Linked DNA regions of Mus musculus: all the other regions are linked to region 1. Evidence: chromatin contacts called from public Hi-C and targeted proximity ligation data. All regions are on one chromosome and are shown on one strand. The core of a region is the stretch at or near the end of the contact, and the rest is flanking DNA. Distances in the headings are between cores, read along the strand shown.

What was found. A called contact is a pair of places that touch in the nucleus more often than the background predicts.
Region 2: a contact with region 1 is called in a Hi-C map of the N1E-115 cell line, with 4 times the contacts expected there. A contact is called at or near these places in 4 of 39 promoter capture datasets (the HPC-7 cell line, cranial neural crest, embryonic stem cells and 1 more), 5 of 484 Hi-C or Micro-C datasets (the HL-1 cell line, the N1E-115 cell line, embryonic stem cells and 1 more), 4 of 130 datasets of targeted methods (embryonic fibroblasts, embryonic stem cells and extraembryonic endoderm stem cells) and 4 of 9 other capture datasets (adipose tissue, embryonic stem cells, liver and 1 more).
Region 3: a contact with region 1 is called in a targeted proximity ligation map of extraembryonic endoderm stem cells. A contact is called at or near these places in 2 of 39 promoter capture datasets (cranial neural crest and macrophages), 7 of 484 Hi-C or Micro-C datasets (embryonic stem cells, extraembryonic endoderm stem cells, stem cell-derived neural progenitor cells and 1 more), 6 of 130 datasets of targeted methods (differentiating embryonic stem cells, embryonic stem cells, extraembryonic endoderm stem cells and 1 more) and 3 of 9 other capture datasets (adipose tissue, liver and pancreatic islet).

Annotation. Positions count from the first base shown.
Region 1 is chr19:30,547,224-30,551,172 of GRCm38.p6, reverse strand. It overlaps Dkk1 (dickkopf WNT signaling pathway inhibitor 1), which reads left to right and starts at 1,677. Exons shown (of 4, transcript NM_010051.3): 1 at 1,677-2,039; 2 at 2,227-2,395; 3 at 3,461-3,610; 4 at 3,735-3,949. The coding sequence starts at 1,794.
Region 2 is chr19:30,489,092-30,493,040 of GRCm38.p6, reverse strand. It overlaps the pseudogene Gm17885. Among named protein-coding and RNA genes, the nearest start is that of Dkk1, 58 kb to the left of the region's middle.
Region 3 is chr19:30,508,385-30,512,333 of GRCm38.p6, reverse strand. No RefSeq gene overlaps it. Among named protein-coding and RNA genes, the nearest start is that of Dkk1, 39 kb to the left of the region's middle.

The DNA of each region.
Region 1 (3,949 bases), core at 428-2,927:
ACACTTAAGTTCTGAAATCCACCAAACAGATATTTAAATATTGTTCATAATATCCCTCCTAGCTCAACTTCAGGGTTATATTTGTACAAGACTGTCATTGGCTATTGTGGGGGTGGGGGGCTTCCTAAGAATAACTATTATAGATAAAGCGGTGTCGTGAATAATTCTAGCAGATCCAGAAGCTAAGGGGCTACAAAGGACATCTCAGCTCACCCTCTCCAACAAGGATTTCAGATCATTTCTTCCTTTTCAGTCTCATACAACAGTTGCTTGTGGTCTCAGATTTATCGATCTGTTCTTAAACATTATCCATTCACATTTCTTATCTTTTGTTATTTCATGACAACTGTCTCTTTTAGCACTGTGATGGTTGGATAAAAGACTGACTTTAATAAAAGTCATTATTACATACATTACCGCTAATTTATAAGCACGGCATTCTTATGTCCATGTTGTTTCTTATTTTACACACTGGGCGAAACCCCTTCAAATTCATTCTCTGATTTAGGTTCAGCACTTCTTTTCCAGGAGGTCCTCTGTTATCTCCCTAGAGGGTTATTCCTCCTGTCCTGTCCTGTCCTGGACGAGGTTTGATTTGGGATCAAAAGCAAGCCCTCTCCTGCTCAGCGATATGAAACACTAATGAGAAAGCCGGGAGCTAAGCCTTCGGGTTTCTTATCTTCTTCTATTAACCCACCGCTGGGAACAGGGAACCAGGGAAAGAGGACTGACCAGGCTCAGGGACCCTGTCCGCTCTGGCTCAGAGCCACTTTGATCTCATGTGTCTGCTTAATCAAGTTCATCTACTGCTGGGATTGACCAGATTCAAAGAACCACATTAAATAGTTTGATTATCGGGTGCCTATTTCCCTCTCCCCTCCATCCCTGATTTAATTTCCAAACGGCAGTCTCTCGCCTCCACCCCCAACCCCCCCAAACTCACCATCAAAAGCGAATTAGTTCTTCCCTTGGCATCCTCATTTGATGTGCAAATTTTCTTGTCTTTGCACATTTTTTTTTCTCCTGGTGTGTGTAGGGTTGGGTGGGGGGAGGGAGGGAGTGGGAAGTGGGGAAGCAACTAGACAAACTTAAAAGACAAGAACCTCATTTGCAAATCGCAACGCTAAAGGGTTAATCAGCAACTATAGGAGCCACCTGGGCTTTTCACAAAACCTTTGATGAATGGCTGCTCGCATTGTATTTAATACTGAATATTATTTGCGTGCGCAGAAAGCGAGGGTACTCATATGGGGAAGAGAAGAAACGTGGTTTTGTATATTCTATCACTTTTAACTCTGACAAGGATTTCAGACAGAACTAACCCAGCCCCACAGCAGAACACTCAAGCTCACAGAGTGCACCCTCCCGCCATTTATTTATTTATTTATTTATTTATTTATAAGTTTGGGCTAGGCTCTAATGCTCTAGTGCTCTAGTGACCCACACTCTAAGGTGAGCTGGACAAGGGGACCACAGTGCAAGGGAGGGGCGAGGGGAGAGTGTCAAAGTCCTCCCTGCTTCCGACACACAAACACTCCCCCTCCCAGCTCCTCCCAAAGCTTTGAAATCCCATCCCGGCTTTGTTGTCTTCCCTGAGGAGCTGGGAGGGCTGGGAGCCTGAGTATAAAGGCAGCCAGAGGTGGCGGTGGCGGTGCAGAGCTGTGCGCCTGGCAGCCAGAGACTCCACCAGCGGAGGTCCCGAAGTTGAGGTTCCGCAGTCCAGACTCTGCAGCCAGCCGCCGTGCAAAGTGACCTCTCTTTTCCTGACCTTTGCCTGTTTGCGTCCTTCGGAGATGATGGTTGTGTGTGCAGCGGCAGCTGTCCGGTTCTTGGCCGTGTTTACAATGATGGCTCTCTGCAGCCTCCCTCTGCTAGGAGCCAGTGCCACCTTGAACTCAGTTCTCATCAATTCCAACGCGATCAAGAACCTGCCCCCACCGCTGGGTGGTGCTGGGGGGCAGCCGGGCTCTGCTGTCAGTGTGGCGCCGGGAGTTCTCTATGAGGGCGGGAACAAGTACCAGACTCTTGACAACTACCAGGTAAGAGGGGTGCTGTGATCCCGACGGGGGTCTCAGAAAGATCTAGGTGTGTGAGATTTGGGGTGTGTTTGGAATCACTGCATTAAGAGCAGCGCGCTTAAGGGGCTTTTGAAGAGGCAGATGGGGACCTTGAAGGTGTGGGTACCAGGATGCTTGAGTTGCTCACCAGTCCGCTCCCTTCCCACAGCCCTACCCTTGCGCTGAAGATGAGGAGTGCGGCTCTGACGAGTACTGCTCCAGCCCCAGCCGCGGGGCAGCCGGCGTCGGAGGTGTACAGATCTGTCTGGCTTGCCGAAAGCGCAGGAAGCGCTGCATGAGGCACGCTATGTGCTGCCCCGGGAACTACTGCAAAAATGGTGAGTCTTGGACTCCTTTTTAAATTAGAACCACCTTGCCTTTGAGGACCCAGGAATCAAATGAAATGCTCTGGTTCTGTCAAAGCTAAGGTGGCGCCACCTGCAAACGCGTGCTCATGCAAGGGTTCTCCTGACACATCGTCACTGGCTTGTGTTTGAGCACTTGAAAGTTTATCTTTCCTTGCCTCCCTCTGTGATCTAACAACAAGACCTGAAAGTGGACCCTTCCATCAAACAATTATCTTCAGGGAGCCTTGGGGCACTTGAGAAAGGGGGAGAGGTCGTTCTGAAAGGGGAGCCAGACGTTTTTTTCTTAAGGTGGACTCTGCGTGGCTTTGCCAGTCTCTCTTTCCTCTAAGGCTATTACAACTGTTGTCAACGGGGAGCTAGAATGATTAATCTCTGCTGGCCAGCTTTTAAAAGAGATCTCTGTACCGCTTACACCCCTAGCTCTCCATCCCTTCTCCCCTTTCCCTCCACCCTCAACTACCTTCAAAGAAGTACTGCCCCCACACACACACACACACAACCACAGATCCACAAAATGTTAATGTCTCAAAGAAGTCTCCAGAAATAAACTTGAGGGGTGGCTAACTTCCTAGGTTACAGCAGCATTCCAGAGTCAACTCACTAAAATCTCCGTAATATCAAAATTATACAGTAAAGTAACTAGCGGGTGAGATCGCAGTCTTCCAGGCAGCCGGAACTGCATTGCGCAGCTAGCACCCAGAGCAGAGAAGTTATTTTTTAAGATTAATTTCTTTTAAGTGACTGGATTTCTTTTTCCTAGCCCAAAGGGTAATATTAAAATAGACAGAAAAGTCTCTACTGCCTCCACTACAATTAGTAGGAAAGCATTTAAAATGGCTATACCTGAGGCGTTCCATACGATTCGACAGTACACTCATTGATACTGCTTTCTCTGGGGAGTTTTGGTAAATAGAAAGGCAGCAACAGCAGTGAGGTAACTCACAGTGGTGTCTGTATAACCCACTGCTCCTGTCTTGGCTATTAGCAGCAACAAACTACAGCCTGAGGATTAATCACTATTTCTGGTTTTCTTAGGAATATGCATGCCCTCTGACCACAGCCATTTTCCTCGAGGGGAAATTGAGGAAAGCATCATTGAAAACCTTGGTAATGACCACAACGCCGCCGCGGGGGATGGATATCCCAGAAGAACCACACTGACTTCAAAAATATATCACACCAAAGGTAGTAAAGGGGCTTTCAGGCTCAGCCTTTCCCATTTAATATATCAGAAGTGCATTTAGAATTGTCTCAGTGGGATGGTACAGGCCTCGCAGTAACTGTAATTTTCCTTCTGTCTCCTTCACAGGACAAGAAGGCTCCGTCTGCCTCCGATCATCAGACTGTGCCGCAGGGCTGTGTTGTGCAAGACACTTCTGGTCCAAGATCTGTAAACCTGTCCTTAAAGAAGGTCAGGTGTGCACCAAGCACAAACGGAAAGGCTCCCACGGGCTGGAGATATTCCAGCGCTGTTACTGCGGGGAAGGCCTGGCTTGCAGGATACAGAAAGATCACCATCAAGCC
Region 2 (3,949 bases), core at 626-3,125, 58 kb after region 1:
GTGACTTAGCCATCTCTCCAGCCCTACATAATAAAAAATTCTACACATGATAAATCACAACATGTGAAAATTCAGGGGAAAAGTAAGTTTTGTGATACCGCTGAACACAAACATCAAGGAACATAGGCAGGAGCAACATCTCCGCGAAGGAAGTGGAAGGTTTGGTGCTTGGATCTGAGCAATGGAATCCAGTAAGGCCATGCTAGGGGTGCATTGAATATCCTGTGTGTGCACATCTTTAAATTTTAGGCTCTGTGTTTACTAATCATCGCCTTCTGTTAATACATTCTTTTCCCTAGAGTGTGAATAGCTTACCAGATTACTACTGGCATTGTTTGTAATCTCATTCCAAACATGATTTCCTGAAAGGAGCTCAAGTCAGCAATTCCCCCTACAAGCTATCAGTTAGAGTGGCTTCTTCCTACATGAGGCATAATCGTCTATTATTTTTCCTTGTAATTTAATTTTACTGTCAAGTTTAGGAGGAATCTAGCCATCACTTGCCAGTGTTCATGATTTTGAGCATTCTGTTTTTTAACTTTGTCCTTATGGATTTATTTTAAGCTTCTTTGCTTAGGTATCCCCCTGGTTTCTTCCTTTGCAAATGGGTTTGCACTGTAAAGATTCTAAATTTGAGTTGCCCTTCTGTGATGGCTGGTCTTGGTTGTGAACTTGACTCTATCTGGAATGAACTACAGTCCGGAAATGGAGGGCACACCTGAGACCTGAATCTTAAGGCAGGAAGACACAGGTTTTTGATTCAGATCTTGAGGTGGAATGACACACATCTTTAATCCAGGTCTTGAGGCACATCTTTAATCAGGGCCATACCTTCTGCTGGAAGCCATAGAAGAACAGTGGAAGAAGGACAGATTCATTCATCCTTAGCCTGCTTGCCCTTACTTTGCCAGCACATCCTTTTCTTCACTGACATTGGAGCCTACTTCCTGGATTCCAGCTTATCTGAAAGACCAGCTGAGACACCCGGCTTCGTGGGACTGAGAAACTACTATATTCTTGGACTTTCCATTAACATCTGACCATTGTTGGATTAATCGAACTGCAGCCTATGTCATTCCAATAAATTCCCTTCACACACACACATATGCATATATGTATACACGTGTATCTATATATACATAGATATATGCACATATAAATACATATGAGAGAGAGAGAGTGTGAGAGAGAGAAAGAGAGATAGAATATTCATTTCATTCTGAAGTTCTGTGACCCTAGAGATCCTTAATACATCTTCATTTTAGAATCTCACAGTATAAAATTTTACTGTTTTTTTAAAAATATTTTTACAAATAGCTGTTTATACTCCTTTTTCTTACTCTTCCATTCTCCTATGTGATAATCAGTCTTTCTCATTTAGCTTTAAAACAATCTTGCTCAAAATTGAAGCTGAAGAGATGGCTCAGTGGTTAAGAACACTTGTTTTAAGTTCAGTTTCCAACACCCACATGGTGACTCACGTTACCCATAACTCCTTCCAAGGAATTGGATGCTCTCTTGTAGAGTCTGAAGGCACCAGGTCTGCATGTGATACACAGGCACATATGAAAGAAACACACACATACACTAGATCTAAAAGAAGAATTCTTGGACATTAGAGCCCTTTCAGGGGCTGAGTTTGTGGCATGTGATTTTTTTTTTCAGGGTTTTTAATACATTAATCTTTCACTCTCCCTGGCTGCTATTGGTTTTGAAATAGCCTTAAATATTCCAAAATTTCATAAAAAGAATTTGAAGCTTAGTGGTACCAGTGAGAGTGAAAGCCGGGGCACTGCACGGCTTATATGAGTAATAAGGAAGGAGGCCAGACTGAAAGACTGCAGAGTTACTGATCAGCAGGAGGGGGGCAGGAGGGGCGATAGAGTCAGGGGAAGCGCAGTTTCCCAGTGGTAGTTAGCCCTTGGTGACTAAGGAACAGTTCAGGCAGCTGACAGACGGCTCCCAACACCAGACACACCGGAAATGAAAAGTGTTTTATCTGTTTCTGCCTTCAGATCCCAAGTCTGCAGACTGGAGCGAGAGGCTATGTTAGACTCCTGAGTAAAATCCCGGCCATCGATGTTCTGGTTGGGCTTTGAATGTGACTAGGTCCCTAGAAGGACAGATATTCCAAATGACAAGCCAACTGACCTCACCGAATGAGCAAAATCTGAAGACCCTTCTCAGCCCCAAACTACTGAGAGCTGCAAGAAGGGACTCCAGCCTTCCAGTGCGGCAACTGTGTGGGGCCCGTCACGGCTGCTGTGGATGAAGACCATGTACCCTTCTATTTCCTTCTTTCTAACAGATTGTTTGTATACATGAGTGTTTGCTGCTTGTAGGTACGTATACCACAGGTGTGTCTCGCACACCAGAGAGAGCACAAGATACCCTGGAAGTAGAGTAACAAGCAATTATTGATGATTAGCCACGTGGGTGTTGGGATCCAAGCACAAGTCCTCTGCAAGAGTAGGAAATGCTCTTAACTGCTTAGCTGTCTTCCTAGTCCATATCTTTCCATTTATATTAGGTGTGTTCTCCTCCTCCTCCTCCTCCTCCTCCTCCTCCTCCTCCTCCTCCTCCTCCTCCTGTGTCCCCCTCCTCCTCTTCTCTGGTTTTAGTTTAGTATCTTCAGTTGTAATCTCCACGTACAGTGTGTAGTTTGGTCCAGTTCTTCCTGTGCACATATAGCATGTGTCATTGCAGTGTTTCTTCTCACCACAGTGATTTTCTTCATGCTTCACTTTCCCTCGTCATGAACCCTAGGACAGTGCGTATTAACACTTTAGGGATCTGAGGACAACATTCTGGTACAGCTGTGGCAGATGATAGATAGGATGGGGGTGATGGCTCAACCTGCTTTGCATCTACCTGCAGGTAGAAATCCAGGATACCCCCAGAGCTCTATAATGCTTTCTAAGGATAGGGGAAGCAGGGAGATATGGTGGATGAGATATGAGATTTCATGTCCCAGCATAAGGTGACGCACATAAGGACAGCATATGGATCCCCCCTCCTTTGTTCCCTGCCATGGAACAATGAATGCCAGCTGCCTCAGCTGGAAACAGTTAGTCCAGGAAGTTCGACTGTCCCTAGAAATTCCCGGTGGACCTGCATGACTTGTCTGTGACTAGCTATGTTTTTTCTGTCCTTTGTTTAATTCTTAATTTACAATTATCCTATACTTTAAAATGCATTTCATTTTCCTTTGAGTTATTTCATGTATTTTAATGTCAAATGTCTAACAGTCCTGTTTTATCTTTAGGACTTCATTACATTTCACTTTTGTCAAAATTTTTTAACATAAAATTTTTTCACAATATTTTGAATTTTTTGTCATCTAAATTTATTTCTTTCTAGCTGTATTGTCTACATTTTCTGTGTCTCAATTGTTTTATTTCTTCCTCATTTGCTTATTTGGAAAATGCTTATTAATTTCTTATTTGGTGTTAGAAAACATTATTTTATATATCTTTATATATCTTAGGACTAAGTTAAGTCTTAGATACAATCTACTCCCTTCCCCACAAAATATTCTGTTCTTATTCAATAATACCTACATAACATTATGTAATTGTTAATGTTTTATCATTAATCAGTACTTTACACCCTGTGCTATGAATAACAAATTCACATTAGTTTTCTATGAACTGTCTGCTGGTACATGAGGCTCTGAGAATAGGAATATCTGTGTCTTTTATAATTCCTGTTTGAATTTGGTATATATTTTATGCATTACTGGAAACTCTATAGCTATTCCTTTGATTTTCTCCCTGGGTTCTACTGGAGGGACTGTTTCCCAGATGAACCAAGACTGGACAGCAGCAGTGAGTTAGCATATCTTGGACATATGCCTCAGAAACAACATAGCCAGTGTGTATCACTAACAACCCTCCCCCCAGCATGTGGGTCTTCTTAGATGAACACCAGGCTTCTTAGAACCTGGAAT
Region 3 (3,949 bases), core at 899-3,398, 39 kb after region 1:
TTAACTTTCTTGAGTTCTGCATTCATTCATTCGTGTGTGTGTGTGTGTGTGTGTGTGTGTGTGTGTGTGTGAGTGCATGTGTGTGTGTGTGTGTGTGTGTGTGTGTGTGTGTGTGTATCAATGTGTGTGTGTTTGGAATACCCTAATAACCTTTAATTAGTCCCAAACACACACACACACACACACACACACACACACATCTAGCTGTTGATAAGAGCAAGAGATAACCCTGGAAGGAAAGTGGGGAAAGATACATTTGTGCCAAATATTATTAAATGTTAAATTTTAAAAAGTAAGATAAACAATGTGTTTTAAACTATTTTCTTTTCAGAAAAAAAGATGTCTCCACAAGAAACACACACCTCTGGTTATACCACGAGAATCATGATTCGAAGAGGTGAGATGTCAAAGTTTAGTCTGGATTTATTCATCTTTATATATTTACATTCTACAATAAACATATTCTTTTTGTAATTTGAAAGATATGAAATGGGATAAAGTGAAAATTGTTTTTTTAGGTTAAAAAAAAACCAAATTTTGTAACAGATTTAAAAGATGGGGACATGAGACATGACTAACAGAAATGTCCATTGATAGAAACAATGAGAAATGAGACTGAATGGAGATGAGATATGGCTCGGCAGACTGAGCCCTTCTCTCCTAGAAGGCCTGAATTCAGTGCCCAGTGCTCCAAACTGTCTGCAACGCCAGTTCCCAAGAATTCACTGTCCTCTTCTGACCCCCTGTCTGGGCACCAGGAGCACACACATGGGATACAGACGTACATGTAGACTAAACAAAAAATAAATAAATAAATAAATCTTGAGAAAGATAGAATGCAGCCAAGATTTGAGTCTAGAAAAATTATAAAGTGTTTCATGTCCCTTCCTTTTGTTGTTGCCAAAAGAAGAAAGGGCTAGACAGGAAAATATTTATCACCTATATTTGATGAATGGTTATGCCCAGAGTTTAAAACTTTATAAAATGCCATATGTGTTTGAAACCATGAACATTCAGAGAAGATAGGCATTATTATATAAGTTTGTCAGATACAGAAACAGGGGCCCAGGGCTGTCACTATCTTGTGCAAGGTGGTAAAATCAGTGGCAGATCTAAGAGTCAAATCCAGCTCTTTGGGATATGAGGTTTATATTTCGTTCCTTGTGTTACTATTGTCAGAGCTCTATTCTATACACCTATTTCGCTGAAATCACAAGAAAAAAAAAAAAAAAAAAGGAAAGAAAGAAAGAAAGAAACTACGCCCAAAATATTTCTTACCCTACAGAAGCTAGTGAATGTATTTTTGCTAGTAATAAAATTCTCACATCTTCACTACTGCCATTAACTGAGCAAGCCATGTTCATAACAATCCCCTCCAAAAAAAGAGAGTATGCTCTTCTACCATTCTCCACTCAGCTACAAAGCTAAATTCACAACTATTAAACTGTAAACCCTGATCACCCTGTCCACACTTTTTCCCTACAAGACGTAGTATCCATTCAAAAAGCTATCAGAGGAGATAACGCTGTGGATATGCTTAGATGCACACAATAAAGAAGCCAGCCCATTGCTTTTGCCCTGTATCCTTTGGGTTAATATTTAGCAAACTCCCTGCGGGGTTGGAACTTTCTTATGTTGTTTAGCCTTCCCTTCCTAGTCTACAGTGTGGCACCAGCTACTTGCAAGACTCATCCAGTGTTTGCTGAAGACATGAGTGGGAGCGCTCAACCAGACAGGGAGTGTGTAAAAGACAAATGGAATAAAAGTTGGAGTGGACAAATGGGTGATGGCTGAACAAGCAAGAGGGGGTGGGGGGTGGTGATAACAGGAGAGATGACAATGGCCTAGAAAGACTGTCGGAAAGAACTGTGACTGGGCGTTCCTCTCCGCTTTGATGCTAAACACAAGTCCCTGACAGCATCTTGTCATTTAGCCCAAATCCAAATGAATGCTTTGCTTTGCTTACCAGGTAAGCAAATTGAATGAAGAGGAGACACTCTCATCTCCCCAGGACTGTAAGGAAGGAGATGCTGGGAAATGTGTCTCATTATCAAACTTGGGGGAAATCCTCACACCACTTCTGTCTAAACTTGCTAGGTCTCAGAGATTCCATCTAGACACGTGGTATCCTAAGAAGTTAGCTGATAGTGTTACCACAGTGTCAGTCTCCTCATTCTTCTTGTTACATTGTTGCTTCCACTCTGTTGACCTGAAGTAACCTAGAGAGCGGCAGCATAGCCTATTAGACCATATAATCCAGTATGCCCAGAATGTACTAATTATGGGAAGTCCAGGTCATTTATTCTCTTAGTTTAGTTCTTTCTCAAGTTCTATCTACTTCATAATTACACAGCTAAAAACATGATGTTTCTTTCATCTCCTTTTGCTTCTGTAGCAGTAGCATTATCCTGTCTTCACACTGAGCTTCTAAGTATTGCAGTATCTATTCATTAACCCTCCTCTTACCTCCTCCCCTGTCTTTTTGTGTGGCTTCTGTCTCTCCATGCCACCCCTGCAGCAGAAAATGTAGCTGAACTTGAGAATCGTTTGCTTGGGCTAGTATTCTGAACACAGTCCTTTATCCAGAAGTATATGAATCCATGGTTTTAAGCCTTACTTCTTTATTATTTTTTGCTTTATTACTGTGCTATCGGGCCACTAAATGGTACAGACTTCTCAGAAATAACTGTGTTTGATTCCTCTCATAGTAAACATTAATACGGATGCTGTGTTGATAGATTTGATTGTGTTGTACACTTAATAAAAGTTGTATCATACGCTTTATAGTCAGTCATTCATCTTGGTGTCTTTTATTTATCATATTATTCTGAGATTTAGTCCTTTGTAGAATGTATTGACTTCAATCTTCCATTCTCTGCAACTCTTACGTTTTGAAATTCACCTTCAAGTTAATAAACATTTGGGCTATTTTCCGTTTAGATCAGTTATGAGTTATACTACAGTGAGACAAGTTTTGGTGTAGACATGTATTTTTATTTTTATTCGGAATATACCTAGAAGTGTCATTGCTAGATCATGTGGTAACATATTTAAATATCTTAGTGCTGCCAGACTTCCAAAGTGGTTGCAATATTTTCTATACCCTCTAGCAATGTTATAAAAGTCCCTGCTATATCTAGGGGTGGGAAATTGTGAGTTTCCTCGTCCCTCTTAGCATGGGGACTGGTATTACCATTATGTAAGTCTAGTTTAGGCAACTACATAGTTGAGATTTCATGGTGCAGCTCTATGTCATGTCTAAAAGACTTCTTGCAGCAGAAATCCTACTCTTCTGGCTCTTACAGTCTTTCCATCTCTTTCTCTGCGATGTTCCCTGAGTCTTTGATATAGGGTTGTGTTGTAGATGCACTAGTTGGGTCTACACAAGTTATCCAATCCCAAGCAGTCATCCCTAATCCCATATACACCTGAGAATGAGAATTATGTGTCTAACATTACTAATTATACAAAAGAGGTCATGAATCTGAGAAAGAGAGAGAGGGAGAGAGAGAGAGAGAGAGAGAGAGAGCTGGAAAGAAATTGAGGTGAGGGGTCAGGAGGAAATGATGTGAATATAATGTACCGGTATATGAATTTCTCAAAAAATTAAAAGAAAAACATCTAGTTTAGGGCCAGTTATATGATGCATGGGGTAAAGCACATGCTTACAGAGCTTAAACCCTGAGTTCCATCCCTGGTTGATACCCGTATGGTGGAAGGGGAAAATCGTCACCCACAAGTCATGCTCTGATCTACACAGAGAGAGAGAGAGACAGACAGACAGACAGACAGAGACAGAGACAGAGACACACAGAGAGACTAAGCTCTAGTTCACATTTCAACTAACATTGTTGTTTTTCAATAACAGCCATTTTATTGTGATGTATCCAGTTAGGTTTCCCCTGATGACTAAAGAGAACAAGTCTTTTCTTGTGTTTGCTAGTCCTTA